Regions from separate parts of the Mus musculus genome. Here region 2 is linked to region 1. Evidence: chromatin contacts called from public HiChIP or PLAC-seq data. All regions are on one chromosome and are shown on one strand. Each heading gives the region's core, a stretch centred on a gene start, on an enhancer-like site or on the middle of the called end of the contact. The rest is flanking DNA. Distances are from core to core; before and after follow the strand shown.

Region 1 (6,059 bases), core at 1,489-3,988:
ACACACAGGTCTAGAGTCCGGGTTTTGAGCTCTTGGGCTTAGCTCCTCCACCCACGGGCTCCTCTCTGCCTGAAAGCAGATGGTCGGGGAGACAGACAAAGCCAGACAGGAGAAGCAGCAACTTGCTCTTGAACCAGCTGACAACCCCCCCTCTCTCCTCCCAGCCTCACCCTAGGCCGGGAGCGCGTGCTGGGAAGAGGATTAAATCAATGGCAATTCACATCTCTCCAGAAACCGGCTCCCTGATCCGAACTAATAAGCAAATCATTAGTGAATTAGGGCTGGGGAGGGCTCAGCGCAGCGTTCCTTCTCCTCTGGCTGAACGTACAGCGACAGGCGTCAAAACCCCAACCACTTTCCTAGGCGACCTTGAGATGATCACACCACAGAGGCTATTTTTGTGCTAAAACAACAACCGCGAGACCCCCTTCCCAACTCAGCCAGATCCCAGAACCTCCGGAGCTACGACAGGCAAGCTGGACCTTTCTTCCTCCTACTGCAGCTAACCACAGCCAATGGCACGAAACCTTGCCTTCCTTACCGTGCTGTAAACCCTGAGTATGTTTGCAACAGTGAGGACAACCAGAAGCCAAACTGCCTTCCCCTCCCCCAGCCCTGGGCACAAACTTGGCCCCCTTGCTTATTTCCTGGTGAAAGCCCATTATCTCTCATTTACATCTAAACTAGCTTTTCATACTATTTTAAAGGCCGCTCCTCCCCTTCTGTAATCTCCCTGTGCATGAATTAAAAGTTGATTCTTGAAACGCACAAATCTTGGGGGCAGTTTCTTTTTCCTCCTTATTTGCATACGCTGTTTTGGACTAACCCTTTTATTTCCTCCCAATTATGATTTCTGGTGTGTTTTCCAGAGCTTTACAACATGGCATCTGATTATACACAAAGCTTCAGAATAAAGCCCTGTTTTTCCCTTCATTAACGACACAAAGGATGGCTGTATGATCCACACAGCACTTTGTGATTTAATACAGCTTACGCTCTAAATCGCACCCGGCTTGGGCAAAGCAGATTTGGGAGTGAATCAACGCATTTTCTTGCTGCCAGGAGCTCCCTTGCAGATTCCAGCAAATTCTTTCACCACACGGAATTAGCATTTGATTAAGCTCTGCAGACACGTTCAAACTTTTACCACTGAGTCCTGGCAGGGTTGTAGTAATCTGCCGAGAAGGAGAGGCATCTAGAACAGCCACGACTACCTGACCTGTCCCCAACAGATTGAGGGAGAGGGTACCTGAAAGTGAGCAGAGGGTGTGTGTGTGTGTGTGTGTGTGTGTGTGTGTGTGTCTGACAGTGAGGGGCGTTGGATGTCTACTTGAGTTAGGACCTTTCTTTCCTACACTTAACCCTGGACAAGCTTTCTCACTTAGCGTGCTTTCTAACGGAGCACTGCAATGATAGTTATGACTTAGGACTCAGGAGGCATATGACCTTCAACTAGAACCTGCCTGGTCTCAGGTTCAGGGAAATGGGACTCAGCATCCCTGTCGAGTCCCAAGGTCCTTTGGCTGGAGTTGCTTCCAGGACGGCTTCCAGCTAAGCTTCCCAGAAGCCTGAGTGGAAAATCTCGTCCATTTCCATTATGCAAATACAAGAAGCGGAAGTTTATCAAACTGGGGCTTTGTACCTCGAAAGTGGGTGTGCCAGCATGGGGGGCTATAAAGGCTTTATTGCCACAAGTTTGGGGTGATTGCTTCCCTCGCAAATGCCGGGAGCAGGATTGAATTATGCAGGTCTTCCAAACAGGTGGCAATAAAAACTTTACAGTCTCCCACACCATCACATATTTTGTTTATGCCTCTTAGGTGTCTTATTTTGTTAGAGGCTTTTTCTTCCTTTTTTTTTTTAACTCTTCTGTTACTATGGAAACAGAAATAGGTGGAGGTGTTTCTGGCTACCTGTTTTGGTAGATGGAACGCAAGTGAACTATCACTGGGCACTCTGATAGATGGAATAACTGACGTCTGGGGAGGGTAGGAACTAATTAGTTCTGGAATATCATAGCTCTTGAATTCTTTCTTTGGGGAAGAGAGGGAGTGAAGGGGAACATGTCCATTTCACAGATGGTAAAACAGAGGGACAAAACAGGTCTTTTTTGCAGTCAGCAAGCCAGAAGAAAACAGCAAAAGGGCCAAGAAACTTAGTGTCTGGTTTTCTAGGGCTGCAAAGCCAAAATTAGTGATGCCCTTTTGGTAACCTGAGGTCAGACTGCAGTGACATCTGCTGGCAGAGACAGAAGTGGCCCTAGCAGGATTTTCCGTTGCTGGCAACTGCCAGGCCAGGAGCTTGTGGGTCTGTCTGGTTCCCAGTGTTGGCTCCTAGGTGACTTCCTTGGCTGGGAAAGAGAGTTGCACAGCCCTCCCCTTGTCCTGACTGAGTTAAGAGAAGCAGAGTGAGATGGTGAGTCATGGATGTTGTGAGGACTTGGGTCCAGATCCCAGATACCCTTCCCTATTCTAGAAGGTACAAGTCACTGGCCGGTGGGAGGAAATATCCAAGATAGGTTTGTTGGTTCTTGTTGCTAACCAGAGAGTTCTCTCGCTTGGGGGTCCTGGGTCTCTTTTTGGAGAGGTTCCAACTCTTATTTTTTACAGGAAAACTAGGATGAAGAAGGCAGTTAAAGGCAGTTCCAAGGAATTCGAATGATGCCCAGAGACATTGTCAGCAACTGCAGAGAAGAGGAGCCCCTGAAGGGAGAACATGTCCCTTGGGGACACTCATGTACACGATGGCATCCTCACTAGAATGAGGAAGTTGGTGGGGGAGCTCACTGATATTAAGGAAGATCTTAGTTCATAACCTCCCTGTAAACTTGACAAATACCCAGTCCTACCCTGAGTCTTGGCTTCCCCATTTAAGAGAGCCTGATTTTATTACTGTCCTAGCTCTGTGCCTTGGAGACATGTGATAATCATCTACATCTGTAGACTATGACACCCAACAAAGGGCTGTCAGACATTCCTGTTTACCTGGGATGTCCTATGTCAGTGACATCCTTGCCTGTTTTGGATAACTGGTTAGGCCTAGGAAGCTCTGTCTAACCATGTTAACCTATGGCAATGGTTCTCCAACACTGTGTAGACCTGGGCTGGTTCGGCAGCAGCTTGTTACCCTGTAAATGACAACCTAACACAGAAATCAAGAAAAGACATTTTAGAACTTCAATGTGTCAGAGCCATTCTATGTCCTATTGACTCCAAAGGCCATTAAAACTTAGGGTTTAAAAATATGGAATCCCCCGTCCTATAGTTGTTCATTTTTTGTTGTTTTTGTTGTTGTATTTCACAAGAGATTTGTCTGTGAAAGTTTCGGGGAGGGGAGTAACCTAACAAGAAATAACAGGTCCTTCACCACAAATCATTTGAGAAGCACTCTCTTGTGGGGTCCTTTGGCTAGCTTCCTATAGCTTCCTATAGTGAGCTGTCCCTGCCTCTGGGACATCACTTGGGCAGCTAGGCACAGCTAGCTATTTTCTCACCAAATGAAGTTGTGAATGACCGTCTCTGTCAGAAAGGCCTGTTCCATGCTGCTGGCCAGGCTGGCCATAGTTTAATGGGGGATATTCATCCAGCTGTTGGTGCTCTCTTAGCCTCACTGGGACACACCTGCCTCCCAAGGTGGCTCCTGAGACCTCTGTTCTCTCCATCTTCCCAGGCTTTGAAAGCTGGGTGAGAAATCCAAAAGGCCCCCTCCCAGCTCTCTTTTGGTTCTGCCCTAAGTGGACCTGAGTGAATGGAAGGAGCTATTGAACAAGCAAATGAGCTTTCATGATCTACTTCATTAGGCTGTGAATCCCTGGACCTACTATCCACACAGGCCCAACTTAGGCTTGTTTTTCATCTGTGTGCATCACTTCAGGGGTCTGCCCCTCCTTATGCTAGGCCCATTCCTATGGACCTACTTGTCCAGGTGCTGTGTCCTGTAGTACACTCTTTGGGCTGAGCCTGCAGAATTTGGTGGGGGTTGTTTATGATTGAAAGGTTGTGACTTAAAGCCAGTTATCTCTCTTAGCCTCTCTCCTCGGAATCTGGTAGGCCACATCATACATATTAAGTTGTTTGTAGTACTGGTTATGATCGAAGTGAGGAAGGGCCCCCAAAACATTCTTAGGAATTGAGATCTGATTTTGTTTTCTACTTTCTGTGGTCTTGAGAAATTAAAGGTACAGCTTCCATGATCTTGTATGTAATCTGGGGATTACAAAAATCTCCTTCATATGCTTGCCCTAGATAAAAAAAAAGGATGCTGGGGGGAGAGGCATACAGTGGGGACAGGACACATCAGCTATTTCAGAGTTCTCTCCTTCCTACTTATGATTTCTCCTCCCCTGCCTCTGTGGATTTGCTTTCTCCGGGAAAGGCCCGTTTGCCATGCTTCTCTGCTCCACTTTCACCAGGGGACTCAGCCAGTAGGTTGACCCAAAGGTATTTTGTGTAGACAAATGGGTGCCTTCTTCTGGTGCATGGCGGGGAGTGTTTGTGGATGACTGCACATGGGTGGGTAGGCACCTTCCATTTCCCCATCATGTGACCCAAGCTCTCAAGGCCAATACTAGTATTCTTTCTATGCACCATTGGCAGGTTCTGGACAAGAAAGGTAGTCCAGTTGAGTGCACCCTCTGACCACTACTCAACCTTTGGGTTCTTTCAAACTGTTACATGACCTCATTCCTAAGCTTGCCTGGAGCCAGTGTATTTTTTCAAGTATGCAGATAATCTCTTTCCCTGTATGTTGCTAATTTTATAAATTGTATTTGCATGTGTTTTTTTTTTTCTCTTTCTATCTTTAGTTTCGTCCCCTCCCTCCCTGCTCCTGGTAGAACATCCCCCACGGCCTTTTACCTTAGTCAGCCTGTTTGCATGATTCCAGCATTAAAGAAAAAAAAAACAAATAAATATAATCCAGAGGAGGAGTAGCAATAAATCAAGCCATTATATTAATTATTGTCGTGATTGGAGTTCTCCAGAGCTGAAAGGTAATAGGGGCGATGCATATTTTAACACCTATTTAATGTCAAACTCGGTACTTTTAAAGCTTTGCGTTTTATTTGACTCTTCATCCGAAAAGTTCTCCAAGACACTGATAAGTCTAGAAAAACCTAATGGAGATCTACTGAGCAGCTGCCAGACACTTGGCTGACAGTGTGAGTTCAGCTGGTGTTTCCTGAGCTGTGCTAGAATTCACAGAAGGGTGGTGCCAAGTGCTTATGGCTCCACACCTTTGATGATTAGTGTTTGTTGTTGTTGTTGTTTTTTGTTTTGTTTTTTTGTTTTTTGTTTTTTTGTTTTTTTTGTCCTGTTGCTGTGAGAAGATACCTGAATTAAGCGATGTAAAGGAAGGAGAGGCTCACTTTCTCCCACGACGTGAGGGTCCAAGACCATCATGGTGGGATGTCGTGGATGGTGGAAAACGAAATTGGTCCCTGTGCTACAGGAAGCAGGGTGTGATGAGTGCAGTTGTCCAGCTTACTTTTTCTGTTTTGCTCAGTCCTGGACCCACCTACCTTCAGGATGGTCTCCCCCTCACTCCCCCCACACACCCCCCACCCCCGATTCAAATTAAACCTCTCTGAAAACACTTTCACAAACACGCCCAGAGGTGTGTTGCCATGGTGATTCTAAATCCGGTCAAGTTGACAAAGAAGATTAACCAACCCAGTTCTCAACCTCCTGCCCCAGCATGCATTGCAGCTGTGCTCTCTTTCAATAAAGTGCGACTGTTTCTGGCCACACTCTGGGTGTTTCAGGTACTACTGTAAGACAAATTACTTTCAAACTTAGCAGCCTGAAACCATTTATTAAAATCCTTGCAGACTCTGCTCGCTGGCAACGGAGACAGAACCCAGCAGAAACGGCTTGTCTCTGCTTTAGGGTGCTTGGAGTGTCACCGGGAAGGCTCAGAGTCTGAGGGCTGGAGCCATTAGAAAGCCTCGGCAGTCATAGCATCCAGTAGTTGAGTCTAGTTGCCAGCTGAGCACTTAGCTGACCTCTTTGGTAGCCCAGGCTTCGTCTTGAAATGGTGATTGGGTTCCAAGGATGAGTGAT
Region 2 (6,526 bases), core at 4,003-6,502, 120 kb before region 1:
CGTGGGTGTGGGCTTTAAGACACTCATCCTAGCTGCCTGGAAGCCAGTATTCTGCTAGCAGCCTTCAAATGAAGATTTAGAATCCTCAGCTGCTCCTGCACCATGCCTGCCTGGATGCTGCCATGTTCCCACCTTGATGATAATGAACTGAACCTCTGAACCTGTAAGCCAGCCCCAATTAAATAGTGTCCTTTATATGAGTTGCCTTGGTCATGGTGTCTGTTCACAGCAGTAAAACCCTAACTAAGGCACCAAGTTAAATCTTTTCCTTTATAAGCTGCTTTGATCACGATCTTTTATCATATCATAGAAAAGTAACTAAGACTGTGCATGTGCTTGTATGTATATTTGTGTTCACATGCTTGCAGACTCACATCCATAGAGGCCATGTACACACGTACATGGTACTTACAAGCTGATGTCTGGTGTAAATTCAAAGGGTAGAGAAACAGACTCTGTCCTTCATTGGGGAGAGTGGGAAGGTCAGAGCTGGCTTTGCAGTTTGAAAGACCCAGTGAAAATGAAGACATAGGGGCCAAGGTTAGGAAACAAAAACCTAATAGGAAACCTAAAGACTCTGGCTGAGTTTGCTTTGTGCTGCTATGGTACAGTCACCTGAGGTGGATCATTTATAACCAAAAGAAATTTGTTTCTTACAATTTTGGAGGCATAGACCCAAACAAAGATCAAGATAAGAATAGGTTTGGGATCTGGTAAGAGTCTTATCTCAACTCCAAGATGGTACCTCTGTTGCTGTGTCCTATGGAGGGGAGCACTGTGCCCCCCCCATATGACCGCACACGTAGCAACCGAAGGGGGCAAACACGGTCCTTCAAATGCTTTTGTAAGGCCATGTAATCCCATTTCTGAAGACTGAGTCCACATGGCTCAGTCACCTGTCTTAGTCACATCTCTCAGTTACTTTTCTAGTTGCTATGGTAAAATACTCTCACAAAAGCAACTTAAGGTAGGAAGGATTTATTTTGGCTCACCGTTTACAGGTGGAGAAATCAAGGTGGCAGCAGGAGCCTGAAGCAGCCACTTACCTTACTTACATTGTAGGCATTATGAGAGAAATGAATGCTGGTGCTCAGTTCACTTTCTCCATTTTAGACAGTCAAGGATCTCAGCCCAGGGAATGGTACCACCCAGAGCAGGCAGGTCCCTCACCTCAATTAACCTACTTAAGATAACCCTCCACAGACAGAGGCCTGTATCCCAGGGGAATCTGGATCTCATCAAGTTGACAGTTGGGCTTAGCCTTCATACCTCCTAAAGGATGTATCTCTTAATGCCACTGCCTTGGAGAGGAACATGAATTTTGGAGGGGGCACAAACATTTGAACTGCAGCTGACATTGACATACATATAAAGCTTTCCCCACCTTTCTTCCATGCACCCTCTTTTGACTTATGGTGTTTATTTGCTAGTTAATGAGTTTCTAAGCAAAAAAAAATTAGAAAATTTAAGTTATTAACACGAATGTACCATTCATCCATATAGTGTGTGCTGTCAGTTTTAAATGCAAATATAAGAGCATTTAACTAGTTTGCAGCATCACCGGAATTGCACAATTTGTGCTCCATTGCTCGTACATGCATATGTATTTTGTTCTTACCAGAATGCAAGAAAGGCAGCAGAAAACTCACTCAACTGATCTCTTTGACTTCCTCACTGGTTTGCCTTCTACCCACTCTGCTTGCAGCTTACTTGTGAGTAAGGAAGGGTTAGAGTAAAGGAGACTATAAGTCACCTCATCTTTCACCTTCCTTCTCTGTCACCATTTGTGACAGAAGTGGCTGATTGATACACAAAAGCAATGCAAAGGGAAAAAATAGGGTCTGAGGATAGGGCTCAGTGATAGAGTACTTCTCTAACATTCATAAGACTCCCCAGCAGCTCCCCTACCGAAAGAGCATTGTTTATTTGTTCGTTTGTATGTATGTATGTATGCATGTTTGTATGTATGTATGTTTGTATGTATTTATGTATTTTTGAGGCAGTATTTCATTTTATAGCTCTGGCTGGCCTGAAATTGCTATGTAGACCAGGCTGGCCCCAAACTCATAGATATTCTCCTGCCTTTGAGACAGAGCTACACAATTAAATACTTCCTCAAAAATACATACACATATAATTCATTCATACATACATACATACATACATACATACATACACACATATAAATAAAGCTTAGATAAAGCCATGTACCACCAATCTGGCAGCCTTACTTGAATTACACTTAGTTTTCTTTGGTATACTTTGGATAGGGGCTGCACATGGATACCATTTCCAATATGTGGTTGTCAGAAAAAAAGTTGGTTCTCTCCATCCTCCATATGGTTCATGTGGATTGAACTCAGGTCATTAGACTTGGCAGCAGGCATCTTTACTTCACTGAACCATCTTGCTGGCCCAACAGTATCTTTTTTCGTCTTTTCCCCTGCTTGGTTCATGATCATTTGTTTTGGTTTTGGTTTTGGTTTGATTTTGTTCCTGTGCCTTTCTTCCTCTGAAATGGAAAATGCTGCCCCCATAGGCTATCAACTGCCTTTCCCTCAATTGTGGATGTAACATGCTTACCTTGTACTGATTTCCAGTCCCTCTGAGCTCCCATGCCTTATGGGCTCACCTGAACTCCATACTTGGGGCCACAGTGAACACTGCAATCTAATGAAGCCACCAGAAAGGTCAGCATACATATGGTACATAGCTCCCTTACACATGCACATGCTCTGTTGGCTTGGCAGCCTCAGTTATGGAACACAGGTTGAGAAGTAAACTAATTAAGAATTACAAGATATAGGCAACCCAGCATTAAACCATCCACGAGGCCACTGTGACTGTAGGCTCTGGCTGACTGCTTGCTTAGTGTTCATGCTCTTGAAGCCAGCCCTTGGTATCTGTAAATGCAATGCAGGGTATGCTAACACCTGAGTGTCTGGGGCAGGATGTGTGTGTGCAAAGTAAAAGAAATCCAAAACCTTGGTGGGGAACATATTCCAACATGGCTGACCCCAAACACCAACAACCTGCAGTTGCTAAATGCAGCAGAGGTAGAAAGAAGTGCACAGAATTTGTTCCGGTGAGCTGATATTGAAGAGGTAAGCTTAGCCATTAGAAAATTCCACTGGACCGATCTTCCCTCCTGGAAGAGACAGGCCAGAGAGCACATAGACCAGAAGGGAGAGGCTGAGTAAGCCCCTACTACCTCATTCCCTAGAGACCAATCAGTTTAAAGGGTGCACTATTCTGCCAATCCTATTGTGCCTAGTTGCTGATGCTCTATTCCACCCCTGGAAACCATATAAAAATTTGCTGAATGGGCCATTGGGGGTCACCGCCTCTTCTTCAGGTCTGGGACGACCCCAGTGCACTGGAACAATAAATTCCTCTTGCTTTTTGCATTGATTCCAGCTCCACGTGGTAAGCTAAGGCTTGCCAGAGTCTTACAATATGAATTGGCTTTAGAACATGATGACACTGGGGCCGTGGACTCCAGTACAAAGGGGAAAGAATTGGTGGAATCAAGCTAGCACACACACATTGACTTTAGAAGGAGAGAGCAAGTGAGCCGTTCACATGCATGTGTACAGAATAAAAACGGACTGATGGATATACACCCAAATGTTACCAGTGATTATTTCTTGGTCATAGGATTAAAGGTGATAATAATGAAATAATTAGTTTTGCTTATCTGTAGTATCCACATTTTCTAAAATAGATATGCATTACTCTTGTAATAAAAAAATGATAAAAAAATCTACAAACGTCTAGGAAAAGTTAGGGCAATCTTGAAAAGCCTAGGGTTTAGATGTGCAAGTTGCTACATGCCATGAATAATTTACAAATTAAATTGATTTTAAAGCACAGCTAAAATAAATTTGATAAGATGGGCCACAGTTACGTTCTTTCTTATCATTCACATTTGTACATTTTATAGTCAATGAAGAGTGACAGCCACTATTTAGAATTCTAGTGAAGAACAGTCATAACTATTTGTCACCTGCTCAGCATCTAAACAATGGTCTGCCTGCTCACCTGCCCAGCCTGTGCAAGAGTGGGGGGGACCTGGAATCCACACTAAATAACAGTGTCTAAGCACAGAGGCAGCAAGGAGGATAGACAGTCTCTTTGGAGAACTAATGAAAACAGTAAGGACAGGTTTGTAAGCATTAGCCAGGCTCTAGTGAAGGACAGGATGCAGGAATTAAGGCATGAATCAAAAGCCCCAGTCACAAAGAGGAGGCAGGGAGCATTTCAGACTGAGGTCCCAGAGGGACCCTTGGGAGTGGCAAGTTACATCAGTGCCAGGTGATCATGAACCTAAGAACCTCCTAAGGATCCTGGGTCCAGGTGCTAAACAGACACCTTCTAACACTGTGGACTGATCGACAAGACCCAGACACTGAACTGAGGTGCTTGCTGTTCCTTTATTGTAATCAAAGTTTTAGGCACCATCTTCCCCATGAGGGCAGGGAGGGGAAGGCTCAACTTTTTCTTTGTCTGGAATGAAAAAAGTGAAGAGCCTCAGTTGGGTTACATTCAGTGACACCCCCAGGGACCCTGGCTGCCTTTTCCATCTCCAATGGTATTAAGGCTCATCCTTACCCGTGGTGTGCTTCTGAGGGTCTCTGGAGGTGCTGGAGAACCTGCATTTCTAATAGGCTCCCAGTGTCACTGAGATATTTATTGGTTGGTGGGCTACAGAGAGCAGCAGGTTGAAGGCAAAATGGCTCACTAGGACTGTCTGTCTCCATCCCTCCTCCCTCCCCCTCCCCCACCCTTCTCCCAGGTTAGGTTCTGATCAACCGCAGGGCCCTGCAGGCCACAGCTGGTCCTGCTGATGGCTTTTGCAATGCGCCTAGCTGTTGCTCTGGAGGAAGCCACCGGGGTGAGTTCCCCACATCCCTTCTTCCTGTTTTGGTATTCAGTTTCTCTCCTGGCCTGTCTTTTCTTTGCCTCCCTCCTCTTTTCCTTCTCTGCACGCCTTCCTCTTTGCCTCGTCATTACTGCAGGAGATTTATTTTTAGAGTCAAGGCCACAGAGTTGCAGATTCGGCAAGGGCCTAAAACAAATCGACAAACGGAAAGTGTTTGTCTTTGAAGCCGGTGTGAATGAGGGGCCTGCTAGCTGGGCCTGTCAATATGCTCTTATCTAGGCTTGTTTTCTGAGTCACCCACGTGGGTTGGCTTTCTTCCTCCTCCCAGATCAGAAAAGAGGTTGAAACACAAGAAGCAACTGAAATCTCATTTCGCCCCTGTGAGATCTTGGCAGATGCAGCTCTTAGCTGACCACCTCCACAGCGCTAGGCATGCCCACAATAGAGGCAAACAGAAATGAGAGAAAGTTGGGCTACATCCGTTTTCTTTGCATCTGTAAGTGAAGCCTTGATGTTGGCCGTCTAGGAGGGTTGGGTGACAGCAACTGGGGTGGGAGGTGGGAGGTGGGAGGTGGAGGGGTGTCAGAGTTTTTCTGAGTCCTGTCCTCAGGAGCTACAGAACCAATGTGCTGGATAAGCCACTTACACCACTGCCCTGATCCTTTGTCCTTTCAAAGGTCCGACTGGTAAAGTTAGCGCTAAATTCTTCCTAGGCTTTCTGCCAAGTAGGTCTTTCTGGCTGGCTACCTCCTGTGCTTCTCCTAAACCTCACAGGGCCAGGAACCATGGCAATCCCTTCCCATCGCTCAGGCCTCCCATGTGCTCCCTGGAACATTAGTCTGCTCAAACTCTACACAAAGAGTTTAGATGTGGCCTTTTTGTATTTCAGAGGCCAGTGGATTTCTATGAGTTACGGGCTAGTCTGGTCTACGCAATGAGTTTCAGGCCAGCCAGGGCTAGCTTCTGTCTTTAAGACGCTGTCTTAAAACAGCAGCAGCAGCAGCAGCAACAACAACAACAACAACAACAAAACTGAAAACAACAACAAAAAATGAAAACAAATTTGCATTTAGAGTGTGTGCAATACAGGAATTTTGTGGTGTCTCTGAGAACAATGGGACCTTTCTCAGGAAGCTAGAGTTCTGGAAACTCCACAGCTATCCAAGACACCCTGAGTCAGTGGCGTTTGGGTTCTTGTCTTGAGAATTTGAAGAATGAAATCCATAGACGCAGAGGGTGAGTTTTAGAGAGTGGTCTATTTATTATAGATTCTTAGGTGACAATGGGGGTGGGCACATAACAGCACAGAGCTTGTGTGTAACAGGAGGGGTCCCAGGAAACAGGGCAACATCAAGCTTCTAGTCTGGGGCCTTTTCTAAGGACGGCAGAAACTGGGGTGGGGTATGGGGAAGGGCATGGTCAGTCTAGCTGTTCCATTCCAGGTGCCCAGGGGCTTCCTCTCAGTTCCAGCCACGTGTTTATGAGGCTGGTGGATGTGGCCGTACCCATTCATTCTTACCAGTATTTCTCTTTCCTTCTTTCCTTCTTCTTTCCTTCCTTCCTTCCTTCTTTCCTTCTTTCCTTCTTTCCTTCTTTCCTTCTTTCCTTCTTTCCTTCTTTCCTTCTTTCCTTCTTTCTTCCCTC

Evidence for each region. HiChIP or PLAC-seq counts read pairs in DNA pulled down with a chosen protein or histone mark.
Region 2: a CTCF HiChIP or PLAC-seq map of pro-B cells shows a contact between it and region 1, with 9 times the contacts expected there. The contact joins two enhancer-like sites. A contact is called at or near these places in 1 of 39 promoter capture datasets (the C10 cell line), 1 of 15 datasets of contacts at CTCF or cohesin (pro-B cells), 15 of 484 Hi-C or Micro-C datasets (B cells, the Ba/F3 cell line, the C10 cell line and 11 more) and 7 of 115 datasets of contacts at active chromatin or transcription factors (CD8 T cells, DN3 thymocytes, the HPC-7 cell line and 4 more).

What each region holds. Positions count from the first base shown.
Region 1 is chrX:11,626,295-11,632,353 of GRCm38.p6, reverse strand. No RefSeq gene overlaps it. Among named protein-coding and RNA genes, the nearest start is that of Gm34187, 96 kb to the right of the region's middle. Within about 2 kb of position 2,738, at least 6 of the 459 cell types and tissues checked have an H3K27ac peak or open chromatin away from gene starts, as enhancers often do. A contact at or near this core is called in pro-B cells, where this site is marked.
Region 2 is chrX:11,751,832-11,758,357 of GRCm38.p6, reverse strand. No RefSeq gene overlaps it. Among named protein-coding and RNA genes, the nearest start is that of Gm26314, 95 kb to the left of the region's middle. Within about 2 kb of position 5,252, at least 105 of the 459 cell types and tissues checked have an H3K27ac peak or open chromatin away from gene starts, as enhancers often do. A contact at or near this core is called in pro-B cells, where this site is marked.